Linked DNA regions of Ovis aries: region 1 is linked to region 2. Evidence: chromatin contacts called from public Hi-C data. All regions are on one chromosome and are shown on one strand. Each heading gives the region's core, a stretch centred on a gene start, on an enhancer-like site or on the middle of the called end of the contact. The rest is flanking DNA. Distances are from core to core; before and after follow the strand shown.

The links. Hi-C and Micro-C count contacts between places; a contact is called where the count stands out from the background.
Region 1: a contact with region 2 is called in a Hi-C map of tail adipose tissue, with 4 times the contacts expected there. The contact joins two enhancer-like sites. A contact is called at or near these places in 3 of 16 Hi-C or Micro-C datasets (hypothalamus, muscle and tail adipose tissue).

Annotation. Positions count from the first base shown.
Region 1 is chr1:8,156,699-8,163,718 of ARS-UI_Ramb_v3.0, reverse strand. GIGYF2 (GRB10 interacting GYF protein 2) reads left to right here. Exons shown (of 28, transcript XM_060399252.1): 15 at 2,891-2,982; 16 at 4,011-4,118; 17 at 5,509-5,609; 18 at 6,250-6,350. Among named protein-coding and RNA genes, the nearest start is that of KCNJ13, 32 kb to the left of the region's middle. Within about 2 kb of position 1,253, at least 1 of the 54 cell types and tissues checked has an H3K27ac peak or open chromatin away from gene starts, as enhancers often do. A contact at or near this core is called in tail adipose tissue, where this site is marked.
Region 2 is chr1:7,910,287-7,916,978 of ARS-UI_Ramb_v3.0, reverse strand. No RefSeq gene overlaps it. Among named protein-coding and RNA genes, the nearest start is that of INPP5D, 8.9 kb to the right of the region's middle. Within about 2 kb of position 3,383, at least 6 of the 54 cell types and tissues checked have an H3K27ac peak or open chromatin away from gene starts, as enhancers often do. A contact at or near this core is called in tail adipose tissue, where this site is marked.

The DNA of each region.
Region 1 (7,020 bases), core at 4-2,503, 250 kb before region 2:
CCCTGTCCATCACCAACTCCTGGAGTTCACCCAAACTCATGTCCATCGAGTCAGTGATGCCATCCAGCCATCTCATCCTCTATCGGCCCCTTCTCCTCCTGCCCCCAATCCCTCCCAGCATCAGAGTCTTTTCCAATGAGTCAACTCTTCACATGAGGTGGCCAAAGTGTTGGAGTTTCAGCTTTAGCATCAGTCCTTCCAATGAACACTCAGGACTGATCTCCTTTAGAATGAACTGGTTGGATCTCCTTGCAGTCCAAGGGACTCTCAAGAGTCTTCTCCAACACCACAGTTCAAAAGCATCAATTCTTCGGCACTCAGCTTTCTTCCCAGTCCAACTCTCACATCCATACAGGACCACTGGAAAAACCATAGCCTTGACTAGACAGACCTTTGTTGGCAAAGTAATGTCTCTGCTTTTGAATATGCTATTTAGGTTAGTCATAACTTTCCTTCCAAGGAGTAAGCGTCTTTTAATTTCATGGCTGCAGTCACCATCTGCAGTGATTTTGGAGCCCTCCAAAATAAAGTCTGACACTGTTTCCACTGTTAGCATGTGCTAAAGGAAGAATATTTTGTCTTGGCCTCCCTACCAGTTCATGCATGTTTAGGCTCCTTACCTTTCCAAGTTCATTTCAGAGCTTTTACCTTTATCTACTGTGCTTCAACACAACTGACTTAGAGTTTCTCATTGCTTCTAGTTAGAAGGCCCATTCTCCCCTCCATTTATTTACCTTTTTAAAAAATACGTGCCTCTTTGCAACCCCATGGCCTGTAGCCCGCCATGCTCTGCTGTCCATGGGATTCTCCATGGACAGAGTGGATTGAATACCGGAGTGGCTTGCCGTTTCTTTCTGCAGGGGATCTTCACAACCCAGGGATCCAACCCCAGTCTCCTGCATTTTAGGCAGATTCTTTACCATCTAAGCCCCCAGGGAAGCCCTTTTAAAATATGTTACTGATATTTAACTAAAAATTGGATCATAATGTAACCCTTTTAGTATGCTGAGGCTGGAGACCTTTGAAGGGGAAGTCTTTTTTGCAGCTGCTGCTGGGCCTCTGCCTGTTGAGTTCCTTTGGATCTGTGCCTCACTTTTCCATTTTCCAGGTTGGAGTGTCTGATTGCTGGCCATAGTCTTAAGTGAACATAGTCAGAAATCTTTAGTCTGAACACTGGATTTCTACAGTAAGACCCATGGATTTATTCACCAATTATGTAATTGAGGATCTGTGCCAGGGCTGTGTTAGGTTCTTATGAGAGAAAGATGAGTGAGTCATTTGCAGCATCTGTAGCCAAGAGAGTTCATAAGTGAGAACAGTGGCTGTCACATTGTTTTGACCGTAGCAGATAGTAAAAAAACAGAAGACTTTCGTATTACTGCTTCATATATTCATTAACTTGCGGATGTATCTGAAGTAAGTTTCATGAAACATTTGGTGCCGTGTACATATATTCTTTCTGTTTCTTCTCCCCCCCCCCCCAGTATGTAAATGTTTATCTTGACCCAATAATTAATTTCACTGTCCACTGATGGGTTGAGACCTCCTATAGTTTGCAGAGCAATGAAGAGTCCTAGGGAATTACCCTGACATTTCTGTTGTAAATCCAGAAAAAATTCTTATATGATTGTATGTAAATTGTACTTTTACCATCTACTCAGAAATTGGGATGCGTTTTTATCTGGCACGTTTGAGAGCTGACAGCTGGCCTCTTGGATCTTGGCGTGCTAGCTCTAATCCATTTCCTAACTCCCAGTTATAGGGGATGAGCCTCAGTCAGACCCAACTAAGGGGAAAGACTGTGGGAAGCTCTGCTTCCTGTCAGGTATTGCCTTTGCCCTTAAGTTAATTGTCGACTAACCTACTGTAGCTTTTATCCATGAATAGTTAAATGAGAAAGAAAAATGTCCTTGAGTTTCAGGTGAACCTCACTCAAAGGAGTCATACATCAAATGTGTTTTTCTGGACTGTAATCAGTGTGCAGTAAAGATATAAACCGTTCATTAATGATTTGTCTTAATTTTAGTCTGTGTCACCCTTATGCTTTAATTTCTATCTTATATTTCACCTTTCATTTTTCCCCTACTTTTGTCTTCCACAATTTAAATTCCATCCATGTTATTTTATATATAAGCTAAAAAAGTTTTTTCTACCCCTTACTTTTAAACTTGTGATGTATTAAAAGCAATAGAAGCACCTCTAATTTTTGGATAGAGAGTTAAACAGTTGTGAAAGCTCTTTTATATTCCATTTAATTTTAAATGTCTCATCCTCTTTAAGAAGACATACGTTGGCTCCCTGTATTTGTTAGTGCTACTGTAAAATTCTTACCATAGCATTTAATTTTACTCCATTCTGTTTTGTCCTGCTTCTCTAGTTTTTACATAATCTCCAAGTTTATAAATCACTTCTAAGATTCAGAGAACGGATTTTTTTTAAATTATTTGTTTGGCCGTGCCAGTCTTAATTGTGGCACTCAGGATCTTCAGTTGCAGCATGTGGGATATAATTCCCTAACCAGGGATCAAACGCTGGTCTCCTGCCTTGGAACGTGGAGTCTTAGCCACTGGACCACCAGGGAGGTCCCTGGTTATTTTTTAGTTATAGTATGAACTCTGGATTACAGAAAAATGTTCAGCCTCAAGGGCTAGAGAGAAGAAGAGCTAAAATAGGGACCCTTTTCCCACCTCGGGGAATCTCTTGAAGTGCCAACACCACCTTCTTCCACTAGATGGCACTGCTTCGTTTCTAAAGGTGCCTGACTTTTTTTTTTTTTAATAGTTAAGTGGGGCAAAAGAAGTCTAGGAGTACTGAATGTAAGTACTAAATGGCTTTTAGGCTCTTTCAGTTTATTTACTGGTATTTCTTTCCTCCACCCCTTCGTTCCCAGGGAGAGCTGGACCAGGAACGACTGACCCGGCAGCAGGAACTCACAGCCTTGTACCAGATGCAGCACCTTCAGTATCAGCAGTTCCTCATACAGTAAGAGCAGTAATGTGGTAGGCTGCCCTGTAGCGCCAAAGGGCCTTCAGATGCAATATGCTCCCAAATTTCATCTTTCCAGCAGAAATCTAAGTGTATGGGATACTTCAATCATCCAGCTAGTGGCATAGTGCCACTATACATCCTAAGTTTGGTCTTAGCTTGTTTCTTGAATATTGGAAGTTTGCAGAAGGTGACACGTAACTAATTTTGCAATGTATTTAACTGCTAAAGCAAGAATCAGTGATTTTAAAAATTAATTGCCCTCTGGATGGCTCAGCTTTGCCACAGAGAAAAAGTAGATGAGAAGGCAGAAAAGAAGTAGAAGTTTACGCTATTAGTAGTGGTATGGAATCACTTAGATTGTGAGTCCTTTTCGTGGAAGAAGTAAGATTTGTTATCATGTGGTGCAGAGGTTGGCAGACTGAATGGCTACCTGTTTTCCTAAGCAGAGTTTTACTGGAACTGAGTCATACCCATTTGTTTGTGTATTATCTATGACTGCTTTCGCACTACAGAGGTAGAATTGAGTAGTTGTGAATGGCCTGCAAAGCCAAAAATATTTACTGTCTGGCTCTTTACAGGAAAAAATTGTCCACCTCTGTTCTAGTGAAAAAAATGTTAACCTAAAATTTTCCAAGCCGAAACGTATAAATTTGAGGATTTTTATACAAGTGGGATTTTATTTTTGCAAAGAGTTCTTCATGTGGAAATAGCTATTATTTTGAACCTGTTTTATTTTCTGATAAAAGGTTATTAACATCCTAAAGGAGTTTTCCAGTTTTTTACATTCCTTTAAATTTTTTTGTTTTCACTCAGCAGCATGTCATCTATTAGTTTAGTTCTTTCTAGAATAACATATAGAACTGTTGGTGTGACTATTGTGAAGTATTATAAAAATATATTTGATAGCTATTTCCAATGGGGTTTTCTTTTGTTGGTGTGGGGGGTGAACTTTGTCTTGTAATGTCTCTGTAAAGTGAACTAAATGTGGATAGACAGGTTATACCATGTTTTACTTTTTGAAGACAACAGTATGCGCAAGTTCTGGCCCAGCAGCAGAAAGCAGCACTGTCTTCCCAGCAGCAGCAGCAGTTGGCGCTTCTTCTCCAGCAGTTCCAGGCTCTGAAGATGAGGTTGGTGCTTGTTTGCATGATGTGCCATGTTATGTGTGTTTTAAATAAAGAGAGAAAAGGAAATTTTTAATCTGAGAAGTTTAGTATCAAAATACCCACACAAAATGCCTATCTTTGTGTTGTGTGTAGGAACATAGTTTTAAAAAATAACTAATAACTAAAGCATTTATTTGGTCTTTTTAGTCAGAAGATAAAATTTGCATAATAACCAAAGAATACTAAGAACACTTGAAAAGAAAAGCAGTGTAGTCTCATGGACTTAGTAAGAAAAAATTTTGTGGTTGAGAAATTTAATCTCATTTTACCTGTAGTATTTCAGGAATGATATTAATGGTGCCACACAGAGTTATACTTTTCCAGACCCAATAGCCATTAATGTAGGGTCTAAAGACATGGAAACTATGCTAAAAGGCTCAAGTTCCTGCTGATTCAGATTATCATTCAGGGTAGTATTTGTTTTATCTCCCGCAAAGGTGTTAGTCATCATCGCTCTTGAAAATTTTACTGTCTAATTCAACCAAAACCTTTTATATTTTTCCCTTGAGCCATAACCCATTCTGTAAGAGAGGCAGGTTAGATCATGTTAAGGTCTTAGTTTTAAAGATGGGCAAACTGGGACTCAGAGCAGCTGAAGGACTTAGTTGATGTAATACGCAGAAAGCTTCAGAGACTGAACTGAAATGCACGCCTTTTGACTTAACTGTCTGTGAGGTTTTTTTTCATGATAAATGCTACCTCTGTGACTCTTAGTGAATTTTTTAAAGACAGTAGGCATATCTATTATTTGGAAATCAAAATTTGCCAATACCTTGAGAAGTTAGAAATGTGGTTACTTTGCCTGTATCTTTTTTTCTTTCCTAAATATTTTGGTTAAATATTTGGTTAAGTATTTTAGTTAAAACAGTGAAGTTTTTTGGCTAAGTACCCTTGAACTGTGGTGCTGGAGAAGACTCTTGCAAGTCCCTTGGACTGCAAGGAGATCCAACCAGTCCATCCTAAAGGAGACCAGTCCCTGAGTGTTCATTGGAAGGACTGATGCTAAAGCTGAAACTCCAATACTTTGGCCACCTCATGCGAAGAATTGACTCATTTGAAAAGACCCTGATGCTGGAAGGGATTGGGGGCAGGAAGAGAAGGGGCCGACAGAGGATGAGATGGCTGGATGGCATCACTGACTCAATGGACATGAGTCTGAGTGAACTCTGGGAGTTGGTGATGGACAAGGAGGCCTGGCGTGCTGCAATTCCTGGGGTCACAAAGAGTCGGACACGACTGAGCAACTGAACTGAACCTTGAAAACCTACAGATAATCTGAAAATACTTCTTTATCTGTTTTTTTGAATGACAAGAACAAGTTAATTTTGTTAATTTTCTAATTTCCCTTTTGCAGAATATCTGATCAGAACATCATTCCCTCAGTAACTAGGTCTGTGTCAGTGCCAGATACTGGTTCTATCTGGGAACTCCAGCCAGCACCCTCACAGCCTACAGGTAAAAACTCAGATTGGCCTTTAGTATAGCTCCAAGGATTTAGATTCTAATAACTTTTATAATTCAATTTTTTTGTTATTTTTTAAAAATCAATTTTGGGACCTGCTTTGTAGTGAATATTAATGAAAAGTGGTTTTGAAAGAAAAATTTTACCCCAGCAAAGGATTGAAAATACCTATTAAGGAGTTGCTGGAAATTCTTTAGTAGACAGATTTCCTGAACTTGAGCCGCCTCTTTATTTTTTTGACATTGTCCTAATCCACTGTAGAAAAGTTTTAAATTGTCTTTAATATTTGAGAAAAAGCATAAATAAAAACATAAGTAATGATGACCTATTCTTTTGAGTCAAGAATTAATATGTAACTTACCACTGTGGGTACCCAGAAATTTCGGAAATAGAAAAGGCTGCTGCTACCTCATTTTCTCATCTTTTTGCCTGGTGCTTTCTTTCCTTCTGGATATGCTGATGGATATTGTTATAAACTAGAGCCTGCTGGTAGTTCAGTTTGTTTAGAAGCAGAGCAGACACTTGTGATAAAGCTCGCTCTGGGACGGGAGAGCAGCTTCTTTATGCTTCTGGATATTTAGCCATGTGTGTCAGCTCTCATACCCTTCACCTCTGTTCCTTCTTGTCTTCCAGTTTGGGAAGGCGGTAGCGTATGGGATCTTCCCCTTGACCCCGCGACTCCAGGACCTGCCCTTGAACAGCTTCAGCAGATGGAGAAGGCCAAAGCTGCGAAGGTCTGTGTCTCATTCTGCCATAGCAGTGCCTGCTTTCCAGCTGCAGGACATAGACATTTGAGTATTGATATCTGTATCACTCTAGCTGCTCACACATTGTTCCTTTAAATTCACAGCTATGTAGCTGGTATAAGCACATTCACACTCTGTTTTTATTGTGCAGCCTTCTCTCCCAAAAGGCCTCAAAACAGTTAAAAGTAACAAGTTTAAATTAAGTCAGTGAGTATGGGTTTGTTGACACATTAATGATCACGGTCATATATTACACCTTTCATGATAATTTCTTATTATAAGACCGTAAGAAAATATCCACTACATTGCTTATTGGACCCTTGATCTGAGGCTTGAGTTCCCACATTGAATCTTTATAGTGGTATTTATTTGCACTCTAGAGTCCAAGACATACAGCTAAAAAGCGCAACGTTAACATTACATTATGTGTTCCATTTGCATATTTTGCAGGAGCTAACAGTCTTGAATTTTGGTTTTAATACTTGTCAGAGAGGTTGCCTGTCAACACCTAGTGTTATTGTAATGATTTCTGGGTTCTCATGCTTCGGAGAGAATCTTGTTTCTATTTTATATTTAGTGCATTCTTATTCCCTGAGGTAGTGATAGTGTCTTTAGAGTGTCCAGAATATGAAAAGAGTTCGTGGTCAAGATCTGTCTC
Region 2 (6,692 bases), core at 2,134-4,633:
AGCCAGGACGATCTCCTGGTGGCCTAGTGCTGAGGATTCCAGGCTTTCACTGCTGTGGCTGGGGAACTTTGTAATCATCTTGATCCTGTTCCTCTCTTACCTTTTTCTTCACTTGACTCGACATGTAATTCTGAGCTACTGAAACAGAAACTTGATGGGACTCTTCTTCCAGTATTTTCCCTGTCAACTATTCTATATGTATTATACCCTGGATATCTAGAAAACTGATAGCAGAAAGGATTTTTTAAAAATAAGAGGGTAAAAGTCACATAAAAATCCTACTGCAGGGAACTCCCTGGCAGTCCAGTGGTTAGGGCTCAGCGCTGTCTCAGCTGTGGTCCAGGTTCAACCTCTGGTCAGGGAATTGAGATCCTGCAAGCTGGATGGCACAGTTAGTAAAATAAAATGGAAAGTGGTGCCAGGGGCCAACAGTTCAGTCGCTCAGTTGTGTCTGACTCTTTGTGGCCCCATGGACTGCAGCACGACAGGCTTCCCTGTCCATCACCAACTCCCAGAGCTTACTCAAACTCATGTCCATCAAGTTGGTGATGCCATCCAACCATCTCATCCTGTGTCATCCCCTTCTCCTCCTGCCCTCAATCTTTCCCAGCATCAGGGTCTTTTCCAATGAGTTGGCTCTTCCCATCAGGTGGCCAAAGTATTGGTGCTTCAGCTTCAGCATCCATCCTTCCAATAAATGTTCAGGGTTGATTTCCTTTAGGATGACTGGTTGGATCTCTTTGCAGTCCAAGGGAATCTCGAGAGTCTTCTCCAACACCGCCATTCAAAAGCATCAGTTCTTTGGTGCTCAGCCTTCTTTAGAGTCCAACTCTCACATCCATACATGACTACTGAAAAAACCATAGCTTTGACTAGATGAACCTTTGTTGGCAAAGTAATGCCTCTGCTTTTTAATATGCTGTCTAGGTTGGTCAGAGCTTTTATCCGAAGAGCAAGTGTCTTTTAATTTCATGGCTGCAGTCACCATCTGCAGTGATTTTGAACCCCTCCGCCAAAGTCTCTCACTGTTTCCATTGCTTCCCCATCTATTATTTGTCATGAAGTGATGGGACTGGATGCCATGATCTTAGTTTTCTGAATATTGAGTTTTAAGTCAACTTTTTCACTCTCGTCTTTCACTTTTATCAAGATGCTCTTTAGTTCTTTGCTTTCTGCCATAAGAGTGGTGTCATCTGCATATCTGAGGTTATTGATATTTTGCCTGGCAATCTTGATTCCAACTTGTGCTTCATCCAGCCAAGCATTTCACATGATGTACTCTACATATAAGTTAAATAAGCAGGGTAACAATACACAGACTTGATGTAGTCCTTTCCCTATTTGGAACCAATCTGTGGTTCCATGTCCAGTTCTAACTATTGCTTCTTAACCTACAAAGTCAGGTCAGGTGGTCTGGTATTCCCATCTCTTTAAGAATTTCCCACACTTTGTTATGATCCACACTGTCAAAGACTTTGGCATAGTCAATAAAGCAGAAGTAGATGGTTTTTTTTTGGAGCTCTCTTGCTTTTTCTGTGATCCAGTGGATGTTGGCAATTTGATCTCTGGTTCCTCTGCCTTTTCTAAAACCAGCTTCAACATCTGGCAGTTTACGGTTCACGTACTGTTGGAGCCTGGCTTGGAGAATTTTGAGCATTACTTTGCTATTGTGTGAGATGAGTGCAATTACATCTCAGTCTGGATGGAATCTGATGTGTTGACCTGATGAAATCATTCAGAACATCTGCAGAAACTCAAGCTACTTACTGGTGTGTGTGTGTGTGTGTGTGTGTGTGTGTGTGTGTGACTCCATGGACTGTAGTCCAACAGGTCCTCTGTCCATGGGATTCTCCAGGCAAGAATACTGGAGTGGGTTGCCAATTCCTTCTCCAAGGGATCTTCCCGACCCAGGAATCAGACCCGCAGCTCCTACATCGACAGGCAGCTTCTTTACCGCTGAGCCACTGGGTAATACTTACTGGCCCCTTACCCTAAAGTTGCTCTTAAGATCAGGGTGTGTATCTTGCCGATACCTGACTGCACAGAGCCCAAAGATGAATGGCCAGTGTGCAGGCTGTCATGTCGTTTGTGACAGCAAATGTTGTTAACAGTCTAAGTACCTGTCAACAGGCGACTGGTCCCATGCACTGGCTAGGCTATAGGAATAGTATGCTGGCTTTAAAAGGAACAGTATGGCAGATACAAAGAAAAGGCTCCATGAAATGTTCAGAAACATCACTACGTGAAAAAACAAGGTGTACAACAGGGTAAAAAAGAAAAGAGCTACAAAAATATGCTTGCGTATGTGCAGAAAGTTTTGCAAGAATACATAATATGCTGGCCCTGGGCCAGTGGGGGGACTGCCCTGGTGGCTTAGATAGTAAAGAATCCACCTGTAATGCAGGAGACCACCTGCAGTGCAGGCAGACGCGGGTTCGATCCCTGGATCAGCAAGATCCCCTGGAGAAGGGAATGGCCACCCGCTCCAGTATTCTTGCCTAGAGAATCCCAAGGACAGAGGAGACTAGTGGACTACAGTTCATGGGGTCACACAGAGTCGGACACGACTGAGCGACTTATACTATACACGCTGCGACAGTGGGTGGGGTATGTGGGCAGGTCTGCCACGGCAGGAAAACTTGTTTTGCATCCTGCTGGCTGACTTCTTACTCTGTGGATGTATTACTTTTCAGTTAAAGAAAAAACGTCCGTCTCTTCCTCACGAATCCCGAGGGAGGAGAGCTGGGGGAGGCGTCAACTGCAACGCCACCAGCCATCCACATAAAGCCAAGCTGCCCCGTGGGACTTCACACACACCGTCCAGAACCAGCGCTGTCATTTTGATTTACTTAATCTTTATTCTCATAAAAGTAGTATGTGGTCACAAAGGATAAAGTGGAAGGAAGATTTGCCACCCAAATCCGCGGTCTTCGTATTTGGTGATTTCTCAAGATAAAGCTTTTTCCATAGCTGGAACCAGCATCTCCAGTTTACTGAGTTTTGTTCGTTTGTTTTTCTCTTGCTTTCTTTTTACTTAACATTGTATTATGAATATTTTCCGGTGTCCTTAACGATCTTGGTGAAGGACTCTCATTGTTTTCGTGGCTGTGAGTGTCCGTCACCCAATTCTCCGCAAAATCGAGCTTCATTCTTCCCGGTGGCAGTTCAAGTCCATTTGATTTTCTGGCCCGTTTCATCTTCAGCGGAAGGGGAGAGTGGCCCACTGCCAGGCCTGTGGTACTCCCGGGACATCCTGGAGCAGAGTTCATGGACTCCGTGAGCCCTTGGACCCCTGGGGAAATTGCGTCCCTTCCTGCTGACCTCGTTAGTACAGGAAACTGTGAGCGGAGACTCTTGGAAAGTGACAAGCTGGGCCGCAGGTCACACACGACTCCCGGGCGGAGGGCGGAGTTCGAGGCTCCCCCTGGTGGCAGGGAATGACAAGGCTCAGAATCTGACCCCTTCAGGTTATTTCCAGAAATGACCAGGGTCTTTCAAACCAAGGTTGATAAACCAACAGGGAGCGTCACTGACGCCATCTGCCAACTGGAGCGCCACCCCCACCCCCCGTCCCTGCTCTGGCCCTCCAGACAGCAGTCAAGAGACTGCTGGCCAGGTTGACAGCACCCACCTCGCCAGGCACCTTACCTAACTCCACAGACCCCAGACATTTATGACTGAGTGAGGTTTGTGGCCCTGGCTTCCTCCTCTGTGTGTAACTCAGGGCCTGGTTTGTGAGGGGATGGGGTGGTGGGGGTGGGGTGAAGGTGGGGGGCTGGGCGGTGCTGTGAGCCAGGGGTCATCCTCCTGCTCTTCAGGAGGCCTGAGGCTTAGGGGCCTGGGAGAGGCCCAGCCAAGCGTTCTGAGGCCTGCTGGACCCAAAGGGAAGCCAGTTGGTGTCTTCAGGGGCCTGGGGAGAGGATGTGGAAAGGTCCCCTCAAAGATGCCAGCCGCAGAAGTGGAGGAGTCAGCAGGCGGGGAGCTGGGGGTCCGACAGACCCCCAGAGCAAGCGGGGAGGGGAGCTGGGAGAGAGAGGGCTGAGCGGGGAGGAAGACTTCCTTCCCAGCAGAGGGTCAAGTGTATGATCCCTCCCGTCTCTGGCCTTCGATTTGAGGGGGAGGTTGGAGAAGGAAATGGAAACCCACTCCGGTATCTTTGCCTGAAAAAAATCCCCTGAACAGAAGAGCCTGGAAAGTTGCAGTCCCCGGGGTCGCCAAGAGTTGGACACGACTGAGTGATGAACCAGCAAACAAGCATGGGGGAGGTGAGTTAATCAGGACAGAGGAGGGCATAACTCCTTCCCGAGGGGGGCTGACCCCCTTGACCTGGACCCCTGGCACCGAGAGGCTCGGGCCTCCTGGTCCTACCTGGTTCTCTGGGAGTGGCCACTCCACCCCCTTCTACAACCCCAAGATGCCTTTGTATCATGTCTGCTGCTGCTGCTGCTGCTGCCAAGTCACTTCAGTCGTGTCTGACTCTGTGCGACCCCATAGATGGCAGGTCTGGGGTGAGGGAAATTCACTCCTGACTACACCAGCTGAGTGACCAGCTCTCAAACTTCAAAGTCAAGTATTTCCTTCTGTATTTCCAGAGAAACAATGCCAGTTCAATGCGGGTACACAGAGATTTATTTTCAGGAATTGGCTCACATGATTGCAGAGGCTGGCAAGCCCCAGATCTGCAGAGTGGGGCTGCAGGCTGGGGACTCAGGGAGGAGCTGAGGCTGTGGTTTGAGTCGAAAGGTGGTTTGCTCACTGAATTCCCTCTTCTTTGGGGAACCTCCGTCTTTTTCTATTAGGGCCCTCCACTGATTGAATGAGGCCCACCCGTGCTATGGAGAGCAATCGACTCAGAGACTACTGATTCAAATGCTAATCACTTCTATGAATATCTTCACAGAGACATCTAGAATAATGTTTGACCAAATATCTGGGTGCCTTGGCCCAGACACATTGACACATAAAACTATCTCAGCTCCCTTTGTTCTTGGTGACTCAGTAACCACTTTCACTCCCCCACTTCCTTCCCATAAGACTATGGTTGACACCAATTCTGCCAAGGCTGGTGGGGACTGAGGAGCCCTGGGGTACCATAAAGAGCTTCAGTGAACAGAGGAGGAAAGGGAAACACGGTGATTAATACTTAGAAATATTGTCCACCATGTGTGAGGTGACCTACATCTCTACCTCCTCCTCCCCACCCCTCATCCTGACACCTGGGACTCTGTAATCCCTCTCCTCATCTGACCCCTTCTCAGGCCTTGAAACCCACTCTGCTTCCTGTCCATGGTGGAAAGACTCCTGGACAAGTAGCGTCATGGTCCCACGGGGTCATCGCACCTCTCTCTTGGCTCCCGTCTCTGCCACTTGCCACCTCCGGAAATTTCAGAAGCAGAGTCCCTCCTATGCCTTGGCACCTGCCATGGAAGTTCGTTCCTTCAACACTGAAGTTTTGTCTGTTTTTTCCAGAACTTCTAGAGATGGCTCTACTCAGACGCTCTGTCCACCTTTAATTGAGTCGTTTGGCTTTTGGACGTTGAGCTGTATGAGTGCTTTGCATATTTTGGACGTTAACTCCTTGTAGGATATATCATTTGCAAATATCTTCTCTCATTCAGTAGGTGGCCTTTTCATGTTGTTGATAGCTTCCTTCATTATGCAAATGCTTCTTAGTTTGATGTAGTCTCATTTGTTTATTTTTGGTTTTGTTTCCCTTGCCTGAGGATATAGTGCCAAAAAGTATTACAGGTACTGATGTCAGATGGCATCGTGCCTACATTTTCTTCCAGGAGTTTAATGGTTTCAGGTCTTATGTTTAAGTCTTTAACCCAGCAAACGGTTTTTTTGTTGTTGTTGTGCATGATGTGAGAGAATAGTCCAGTTTTATTCTTTTGCACGTAGCTACCATTCACTGAAGAGGCTGTCTTTCTTCACTGTGAATACTTTGTGCCCCTTGCTTCTGGCCTACACAGTTTCTGCTGAAAAGTCTGCTGACTGTCTAACGGGAGTTCCCTTGTATCTAAATCGTTGCCTTTCTCTTGCTGCTTTTAAAATCATCTCTTTATCTTTCATCTTTTCCATTTAATTATGATGCATCTTAGCATGGATTTCTTCAGGTCCATCTTATTAGGGACTCCGGGTACTTCCTGAACCTGTTTCCTTCCCCAGGTTAGGGCTGTTTTCAGCTGTTATATTTTCAAATATGTCCTCTGACTTTTTCTCTCTTCTTCTCCTGAGGCTCTTATAGTGCAGCTGTTATTATGCTTGATGTTGTCCCAGAGGTCTCTTAAACTATCTTCATTTTTTTAATTTTTTAAAAAATTTATTTGATGAATGTATTTGACTATACTGGTCTTAGTTGTGGCATATGGGATCTTAGTTCCGTGACCAGGGATCAAACCCAATGCCGCCTGCATTGGGAGCGTGGACCTTAGCCGCTGGACCACCAGGGAAGTCCCAAACTATCTTTTTCTGTCTTCCGTTCAGCTTGGGTGATTTCCAGTACTTCGTCTTTCGGATCACTGATCTGTTCCTCTGTCCCATTTAATATACTGCTGACCCTTCTTAGTGTGTTTTTGTTTCAGCTATTGCGTTCTAACTCCACTGAAATTCTGTGTTCATCCACTCCTCTCACATCTTTATGATTGTTACCTTCTATGATCTTTACCTTGAACCTGTTATGGAATAGTGTT